2 separate regions of the Mus musculus genome follow, and region 1 is linked to region 2. Evidence: chromatin contacts called from public HiChIP or PLAC-seq data. All regions are on one chromosome and are shown on one strand. Each heading gives the region's core, a stretch centred on a gene start, on an enhancer-like site or on the middle of the called end of the contact. The rest is flanking DNA. Distances are from core to core; before and after follow the strand shown. Region 1 overlaps Thada (thyroid adenoma associated). Region 2 overlaps Thada (thyroid adenoma associated).

Region 1 (5,117 bases), core at 2,235-4,734, 130 kb after region 2:
CTGATGAAAAGAATCAGTAACCTCAGAGCCATGTTTGGCAAAGTCTTTAGCTCACATCAAATCAGCCTTGAGTGTGAGAGCAGCATCGGCGGAGACTGGAGTCAGCCATCTGCAGGCTGTCAGACATGGAACCTGAGAAAGCTGCCCTGTGGCCAAGTAGGCTTCCTTCTCTCCAGTATTAAAGATACACACAACACCTACTCCTGCACATGGTCTGTAGCCTGCTCTTAAAAGAAAACCCACCCATTTATTTTACCTGTTCAATATTTCAGTGAGTTTCACAAAACCAGTATAAGCCAGTTCAAATGCTCCTCTGTGTCTGGACTGCAAAAGGTGTTGTTTAAAGTAATCTCCTATTTCTTTAACCTTTAAAAAAAATGAAAAACATTCAATTTGTGCACAATTTATAGATTCATTAATATATCACAATATAATTCAGAACCAATGCTTTGGTCTCCATTTAACATTGATTTACTAGGTAACAAATCATGTTTTAAGCACCTTTCCATTGTTTTTTGAGACAGGGTCTTGGGTAGCTCTGGCTGGCCTTGAACAATGTAATCAGGAATAACCTAAATTCTTGTTTTTCATACCTTCAGTGGGGATTATAAATGTGATCTACCACACTTGCCTTAAGCCTTTTAAAAATGCCATCTCATTTAATATTATATGACTGATACAGCATATTTATATATTTATTGAATATAATATATTAATTTTATAATATTATATTAATATATAATATATTAAATTTTCCTATGCCAGACTTGCAAATTTCATAGTATGGCCTTCTAGCTCATGTCATTCAACACCAACATAAAATCACAAAAAGTAGCAAACTCACATACATGATTCTGAGATAATTATGTTTACTCTTCAAATATTTTGCAATTATTATGGTAAAATATACATAAGAAACTTACTATTTCAACCATTTTGCAGTGTATGGTTCAATGATAGGAAGCACAGTCACACTGCTGAGCAACTGCTAACACTATCTGTGCAAAGAGCTTCCCATCCTAACCTGAGAAGCCACATCCATTCACCTCACATGCTAGCCATAGACTAAGGCTACACGTGAAGCTCAGTGAAAGGCATCCTGAAAGTCTGAGGCCCTTCTAAGTCAAGCCACGGACTCTCTGCCAGAATGCCCCACTATCAATTCTCAACTGACACGCCGGCTTGCTCTAGGTAAGATGAAACACAAAGCACACCCACTAATTTTAAAGAAAACAACTAAGAATTAGTTGTGTCTGCTGTTCTGAACTAAAAGAACTGCTGAGCTAGTTAGCCCAACTGGGCTTTCTGTTACTTGGTGACAGATTTGGTGGCTGTTGACTTCAGAAAATCCAGACTATATAAACTGTATCTGTTCACTGTGCCTCCACAGCTCACAGTACGAAAACAGGGAAGCTGCGCTACAGTGTCTCAGATCTGCTTACCCAGAAACTTGCTCACCTCAGCAGTGACTGGGTTAGTGTTCTACATACATCAAGACACACCAGAATGAGCAGTCTCATTTTCTTCCTCTAGATGCTAAGGGCACTTGCCTCATCGGTGATTGAGTTTAAATGAGTTAAATACCAAGTTCAGAACAGACCAATTATCTATAACTAATTTAGTTCAATATGAGCTGTCTGTTCTAAAGAGAGGGTATCTGTTATGAAGAGTGTACTCAGTGTGTATCTGCTATAAAGAGTGATACACACAGAATCAGAGACCAACAAAGCAGTACTTGATGAATTTTTAAAAACTATTTCAGAATAATATGCTATGTCCTTCAGCTTAAGCTTTTTTTTGTCAAGTATTTCTATCATTACAAAAATAATAGGTTATTATGAAGGCATTTCAGAGCAGAGAAAATAAGGACAAAAAAAATAGCCTTTTCCCTAAAATGGAGTACTGATATTGTGGCATACTTTAATAAAAACGAACGCTGTTCACAGAGGGTTTCCGTGAGGGCCTGCAGAAGCCCACTATCTTCTCCTTCAGCAGACATCGCTTTCCCACTGCTTCTTTATGCTAACTCCCTTCAAATGGCATAAATAAACAGCACATCATACAACTAAAGCAGTCCCACGTTTGCCTGGTGGGTGGTCTTCTCCAGCAGACCACAACCCTAGCAAAACACAAGCACCTGCTGACACCCTCTCAGTAGATAACCAGAACAAGGTGACACATAGCATCAGAAAGCAGGTAACAGTGGTAAGAAATGGTCAGAAACCAAATGTATTCATTGGTGTATATGTATGTGTATGGGGTGCCAATGGAGGTCAGAGGACAGACTGTGGGAGTCCACTCTCTCCTTCCACTACATGGGTCCCAGGGATTAACCCTGGCAGAAAGCACTGAACCCAAAACTTCTCAATTTCGTTTTTAAAATGAAAAGGTCATCTGAAAATATAAGCATTTCATTAGAAACTGAGTTTCTAAGGGTCAAAAAGTGTTATTTTCCAGTTTTTTTAAAAAAACAAACAAACAAACAAACTTTAACATAAAAAATAAATTCTCCCCGGGTGGTGGTGGCACACACCTTTAATCCCAGCACTTGGGAGGCAGAGGCAGGTGGATTTCTGAGTTCAGGCCCAGCCTGGTCTACAAAGTGAGTTTCAGGACAGATAGGGCTATACAGAGAAACCCTATCTCGAGGAAAAAAACAAAAATTCTCCCCGGATATTTTATTATTATATTTAATTGAGCCAGGGTCTCATTTACAGTTCAGGCTGGCTTGAAACTCACTACATAGCTGAAGCTGGCCTTGACTCTCTGATGATCCTCCTGCCTCAGCCTCCAAGTACTAGGATTACAGGCACAAGCCAGCATACACAGCTCTCAGGGACCCTGAAGGAAACCAAAGCTAAAGTGAAATAAAAAGAAGATACTGATTTCTAATCTTAAAATTAAACATGACACTGCCCTTTAAATTTAACATATTCTACTTCTGACTTTTTATAAAACCCTAAAGCAAATTAGCAATGTTTTACAGATTTACAGGTCACAAGTCCACAGGGGAGAACAGCTACTTGCTATGTCTCCAGGCATCTATAGCTTACCATCAGATAAACTAGCAGTCTATAAATGTCTAATTTTGGTTTGACAGTATACTATAAAATAGTAAGCCTTAATTTAAATTCCGAGTTTAAAACAGAACCATTTCTTATAATGTTGGGACTGTCTCCAGCTGGAAGACTCTAATTCCATTTTGTTTACATGAGACGCTCCACAGGACTTAAAGCCTAATAAAATGACTATGTTTAAAAGCAATCCTGCTCCATTATAATCATTTCTTACTAACAATGAGAATTTCTTCAAAATCTAAGCTTTGTTCCTCTATATCATTATAAAGGCTTTCTGGTGTGCAGACACCGTCTTACCAGAAGGTCTATTTTCCTTGTTCTAGCAAATGCTCAGCACAGACCGTCTGACTGTTACCCTTCAGGCCTGGGTTCTCCAAGTGAGGCACTGCTTCGCTGCATAACTCAGCTCTGGGTGATCAGAAAACCACATCTGAGTCTTCTCTGTGTTCCCACAACACCCATGCAGTAAAACAGTCAGTAAACAGGCGACTAAATGATGTGGTCTCTCCTGAAGTTTAAAAGTTAACACTTCTACTCATCAGAGCTCAATATACTCATAATTTCTAAAATCTAATATAAACAAAATAAAACAGGCAATTCCTTTGTGACTTATGAATACTAATGAGTGAATTCCGTTTGTAATCAATCACAAAAAAATTAAATAATGACACAACAGAGGAAATGCACCCAGCCAATCAAGGACCCCGATCACCCACGCATCACCAGAATCTGAAGCAGAAGGTTCTACCAGCTGGCAATACTTCCTCACAGGGTTTCTGTGGGAACAACTACTACAGAGTGTGACGCAAGCAAGTGTGAAGAAAACGTACCCAAAAGCCTGTTTTTAGAAACACTAGGTGGAATCTACAGAGAAATTGATATTCAACACAGAAGTTATTTTAAAACCTCAGTAGGCATTTAAAGATCAGTATCAGCATCACACTGGAAAGAGGGCCAACAAAATATCCAGCAGGTCTGTCAGCAGAGCAGCAAGCTCGAAACCTAGACACACACCAGTGAGTCAGGAAACACTGAGATAAGCTTGTGTGCACTGCTCACTCTTGAAGGGTCTCAGCTTACAGCCCTCAAAGCAGCTTTATCTCTGCCACCAGCGCAGGACACTATAAAAGAACCTTTCATTGTGTGATTACAGAGCAGGACAGTCAGACCTGCCACCAGGGGAACAATTTCCTCTTGAAGAAGCTGGGAGAGCACACTGCCTCACAAGAAATGCTCTATAGGAAGGATCAGGTAGTCAAAACTCCAGTAGAAAGTTATCTTTCATGCCTTGAGAGAGCTGGTGTGGGGAAGGGGAAGGGGAAATCACCTTAAAGAAAACCTAAGTGAGTCACTCAGAACAAAGGGAGCACTGTGCCACGCGAACCCATGAGGGGAAGGACAGAGGCAGAAATTAGCTTTGGGATCTTTGTCAGCCCAGGTAATGAATCCATTTCCTCATACTGAAGGGAGCTGGGGAGTATCACAGCAAAGCGCCTTCAATGAACCAAGCATTAAAAACTCAGAATTGAAAATAAGCACCAGCTCTCCTCTCCATATAGCAACAAAGTCCCCAACTTGTCCTCCTGCCTCCTGTCAGCCGTGGTTATAATCATCCTCCTGTGTGCGCTCCTTGAGTAGTCAGCCTTAACCAAGGTCAGAAAGCAGGGTGATCTGAGAACAAAAGCAGGACCCCCAGAACGTAAGAGGGAGGTGAGAAGGAGACTCAGGCTGACTGCTGCTGTTTTAGCTTTACAGAGAGAAGTCGGCTAGGTTCACACTCACCTATCTAAGTGGTGACCTCTCAGGTTGGTGGGTTTTGTCAGCATGTACAGCAAAGGTAGCTTTGCTAAGTGACTATGTTCTTGGCACCAAGAATGTGCAGATTTACCTTAGGTACAGCCAGTCACCCTGATACAAACTAATTCTTGAAAGTATTAAATATATGCAATCACTTTTTATTTATAAAAGCAGAATTTAGAACCTGCTGTGGTTCGAGTACTTGGAAGGCCAGCCTGGGCTCAATAACAAGGCAGTGTCTCA
Region 2 (4,706 bases), core at 2,169-4,668:
ACATACTAACAAAACATTTATACACAATAAATAAATAAACCTTTAAAAAGTTTTAAAATGGTATTAAAAAGAAAAAGAACAAAAGTCCAGCAGGTCCAGAATTCCTATGAAAATTTTCAATGAATAAAGACTCTGGTTTTGGGAAACTACGTCAGTGGTAGAGCGGTGTGGTGGCCTAAAAATCCTAAGGGTCCTAGGTTTGTACTCTAGGATTGCAATATTTTTCCTTTTCAAAACCTATTTTTTTCTAGATATAAATCACCTAAAGAAAATACTAGTAAATCTAATTCAGTAATTACTTAGAGAAAATAATACATTAAAGGGTTTGGTATAATACATTTCTGATTGGCCTAAATATGTAGCTTAATTGGGGGAAGGAGTAACTAATCTTTTTAAAGCCTAAGTTTTAATAAGGTAAAACTCTTATTCTTTGCAGATGAATATAAAATGAAGAGCACAAAAATGTCTTCTTGAATTCGCTAATTAATAGAGGGAAGAGCAAGAGGCAATGCAAGGTTGATCCAACACCGGAAAAGACTGTAATTCACTACTGTCACTAGAGCTAAAGACATCAAAACCGGGAGGCTGGGAAGGTAGTGTGGGTGTAGTACTTGCCCACCACAAATAAGGACCCCCAGGTTTGGTCCCCAGACCTAGGCAGAGGAAGGAAGAGAATGAACTCAGTGGCTGTGGGAAGGCATCTGACAAAGCTCACCATCACTCTCTTTTCTGTTTTGGTTTTGTCAATTTGGCATTAGCTACAGTTCTGTGGGAAGAGGAACCTCAGCTGAGAAAATGGCTGCAGCAGACTGCAGGTGCGCAAGTCTGTAAGGCACTTTCTTCAGGAATGACTGAGGAGGAAGCGCACAGTGCACTGTGGATGGAGCTACCTTTAGTGAGTGGTCCTGGGCATAGGAAAAAGCAAACTGAAGAAACCGGGGAGAAAGGCAGCAAGCTGCAGGCCTCAGTGGTCTCTGATCCAGTTTCTGCCCTCAGGTTCCTACACTGAAAGAAGAGACTGTAGGCTGTGATGTGAAGTAACTCTCTCTTCCCTATGTTGTTTTTTGTCATGGTGATTTTACCACAGCAGTAGAAACCTAAGATAAATGTCTATTTATAATGAAAAATTCACAACAAACTATGAAGCACAATGAAAAAATTTAGACCTGATAAAATGTATCTAAGAAAAACACGTAGCAACAGGCAGTGGTAGTACACACCTTTAATCCCAGCACTTGGGAGGCAGAGGCAGGCGGATCTCTGAGTCGAGGCCAGCCTGGTCTACAGAGTGAGTTCCAGGACAGCCAGGGCTACACAGAGAAACCCTGTCTCAGAAAACCTGGAGGGAGGAGAGGTGGAGCCCATGTAACTATACACTGGGGAAAGACTGAATGCTCTCCCTCTATGATTAGGAAATGCGAGCTTGTTCATTCTGACAACTCCTACTCAAGACTGAATGCTCTCCCTCTATGATTAGGAAATGCGAGCTTGTTCATTCTGACAACTCCTACTCAATATTACACTGAAAGTGACTGACTAAAACAAGTGCTTTCGTTTGTACATGATAGAGTCACGTAGGTTTTAAAGGGACACTGATCTAGTAAACTTGGCAGGGTACAGCACAAGGTCAGCACATGGAAATTAAGGCTATTCCCCATAAAGGCAACGGAAACTTTAGAGTTAAGTGTAAAACCAGTACTATTTCTAATAACACACAAACCATTAACCATTATGGGATAACTCTATCAAAATAAGTATGTATAAGATCATGGATTCTTTAAGGGCAGTAGTCAGCAAAGTTTTCCTATGAAGGGCCAGAGAATAAATACAATACAAATTTTGGGTCTTTCTTACAAGTATAAGCAGCTATAGAAAACATGTAAAAAAAAAAAAAAACCAACCAACAAAAAAGAGGCACAGTCTTCAATAAAACTTTATTCAAAACACAATGAGGACCTGATTTGACTTGACCATTACAGACTGTAGCCTTGTTGTAGTAGAGAAATGCATTCACAACATCTTATTGCCAGTACTGATTAAAAGTTCTAGACTATTAAGTTACTTACAAACTTGAAGGCTGCTGTGAAATAGAGATGGCCATAATTTCTGCCCAGAGAAACAAAATAAATGTTGTAATCTGTTGAATATTAAATTGTTTTACATCGAATTCAGAAATCCTATCCTAGCATTTACGTTTCATTGCCTGCAGATGCCCGAGTTTTCAAGTGTTCATTGGACTGACCATAAAAAGTTTTCTGGTTCCTTTATTAACTAATGAATTAAATACAACTTTGTACATATTCATTTTATATTTGTCTGAGTAGTGATTTTATTTATCCATGTATTTATTTTAAATTTTATTTTGTAACAAATAATTTTTTATAATGGCATTTTAAACTTCACATTATCTTCATCATTATTATGAAAGACAGTTGCCAGCCACCACTGCATTTGAAACTTGCATATATAGTAGCTCTACTTTTTAACTAGAATATTTGTTTATTTATTTATTCTGTATGTACACACGTCTGTCTGAGTGTATGCCATGTATAAGTGGGTGCTCACAGAGATCAGGAAAGGGCTGGAGTTACAGGCAGTTATGAGCTGCATGACATGGGTTCTAGAACCAGACTCAGGGCCTCTGCAAGAGCAGCCAGTGCTCTTAACCACTGAACCAGCTCTCCCACACCATAACATCTCTTTTCATATCAACAGTGCAAATTATGGTACCTTTATATATCAAAGGATAGGCTATTGTGCAAAGTTTACATGGCCTGCCTGTGTCAAACATCTAGAAAATAGGGGAAGATAATACCAAGTCCAGGACTACGCAGACCCAACCCTCAGACTCAATCCTCTTTGCATCTCACAGTTCTCTGTTCACAATGCCGATGGAGCATTACAAACAGAACCACAACAACAAAACACCCAGGGCTAAATCTCAAACTACAACCAAGTAGGAACAAAGTAGTCACAATAAAACATGACATTTCCTCTTTTAAAATGGTAAAAACACTTAGAGTCCCTGCCTGATTTGTTCTTTATCCCTCCAGTTATTAGAAGACAAGAGATAATCTACCTTTTTGTGAAATTCTTTCTAAAAAACTGTTCAGATAAAGTTCCAATGAACTCCAACTGAAGTTTATACAAAAGTGATTTTGTAACCATTTTCAATTTCTACACACAAAGTTTCAAAGTGGGTCACTGAAAACCTGTATCCCAAGTAATATAAAACTGAATATTTTGATTTCCCTGGGCTGGGCAGTAAGCCTCTTGAACCTCTATTTTTGGAAACTGTGGTATCCCTTTAATCCTGTTACAGAACTGCTGACAGGGGTGATAGTGAAGGAAGCAGACTGAGAGTCTGTCTCAGCAAAGGCTCCAGGAAGAGGAAGAAAACAAGGCATAAGCAAGCAAATCATCTTGCAAGAGAATCTTGTGAGATCTGTGTCGGTGTTCACAACTCAACTCTAGAGCACACGGCCGTGAAGCTGCTCAGCGCTGGTGTAGCTGAGAGCCAACACCTACAGCAGGGTTAAAGTTGTGCCTGTAGGGAACACAACAGCCCTCCTCTGGGTCTGTCTTTTTCATAACCAGAAAATCTTTGGTGTATGGAGAGACCACTGAGAAAACATCTGTATTTCCCCACCTCGCTGTGCCTTGCTACATTTAAACTGTCAGGGTACATGTACTCTGTATGATGCACGGTCTTGATTCCAGATCCTTCCCAAGTAGCTGAGACAACCTAGCTAACAATTTTCTAAAAACTAGTATCAGTTGCTTTTCAAAAATGGCCCCTGGTTTGCTCAAGTCATTTTCAAAGTACTCTTTGAATTTACTGTGAAAAACATACAGAACTAATATCTCTTTCCAAATTAAATTTGGTACTCCAGGTTTACTGGCTGTCCTCAGACAACACGTGATAAAGACTGATATTCTAAACGTTCAGCTCCATTCCTGAAGGCCATGTGTTAAGTATGTGCAATACAATTTAACCTTTCTTGAAGTCAAGAGCTATCATTCTGCTGGCTGTTTTCTGATTGAGGCCCAAGTGCTAAATGAAAATAAAGTCAGATGCTGACAATTATGAATGCTCAGAAGGTTTGGACAGAGGCTCTAGCAGCCTAGATATATACACAGCATGCCTACCTCTATGTACTTCTACTGTGAGAAAGAAAGCCTGTTTCTCTAAGTGCAAGGACCAGACTGTAGGAATTGCAGGGTTGGCCAGAAAGACCTCGGTCTGTAATAGAGGTGAGTATGGTCTATGTCTACATCTATATTGATTCCATATATACATATGAAAGCATCATACTGAAACTAACTGTTATCTAAAATTAATAAACCCTAGATTTCTTGCTCCTTAAGTGAGAGGCTACAGATAAGAAAGTAAAATAGAATGGGCTATACAGTACTGCACCAGAATCAAATCAGTATGGTCTCCTGCTAGCTTAACACAGATGCAGACTGATATAGAAAAATTATGTGTGCATATAAATAGGTTAATATATTTATGTGGGTTTCCTAACTCTGTTTAAAGAGCACATCTAGAATTAGTGGTACCTCAGTAGCAATGAGTACACACTATTGTGATTTTGGTGTCTAATATCATTTGCCAATAAAAGGAATCAGGGCTTCTTGGGAGATTACTAATTCTAGACCTAGGTGAGCTGAAAACATCTTGTAATGCCAGAAAAGAAAAAGCA

What was found. HiChIP or PLAC-seq counts read pairs in DNA pulled down with a chosen protein or histone mark.
Region 1: a BATF HiChIP or PLAC-seq map of CD8 T cells shows a contact between it and region 2, with 17 read pairs. The contact joins two enhancer-like sites. A contact is called at or near these places in 13 of 39 promoter capture datasets (the 3T3-L1 cell line, 3T3-L1-derived adipocytes, the HPC-7 cell line and 8 more), 1 of 484 Hi-C or Micro-C datasets (CD8 T cells), 4 of 115 datasets of contacts at active chromatin or transcription factors (CD8 T cells, effector CD8 T cells, embryonic stem cells and 1 more) and 3 of 9 other capture datasets (adipose tissue, liver and pancreatic islet).

The regions. Positions count from the first base shown.
Region 1 is chr17:84,416,022-84,421,138 of GRCm38.p6, forward strand. It overlaps Thada (thyroid adenoma associated), which reads right to left. Exons shown (of 38, transcript NM_183021.3): 22 at 257-366. Among named protein-coding and RNA genes, the nearest start is that of Gm24722, 27 kb to the left of the region's middle. Within about 2 kb of position 3,485, at least 124 of the 459 cell types and tissues checked have an H3K27ac peak or open chromatin away from gene starts, as enhancers often do. A contact at or near this core is called in CD8 T cells and memory CD8 T cells, where this site is marked.
Region 2 is chr17:84,289,978-84,294,683 of GRCm38.p6, forward strand. The region is part of intron 29 of Thada (thyroid adenoma associated); the gene reads right to left. Among named protein-coding and RNA genes, the nearest start is that of Gm24492, 4.6 kb to the left of the region's middle. Within about 2 kb of position 3,419, at least 33 of the 459 cell types and tissues checked have an H3K27ac peak or open chromatin away from gene starts, as enhancers often do. A contact at or near this core is called in CD8 T cells and memory CD8 T cells, where this site is marked.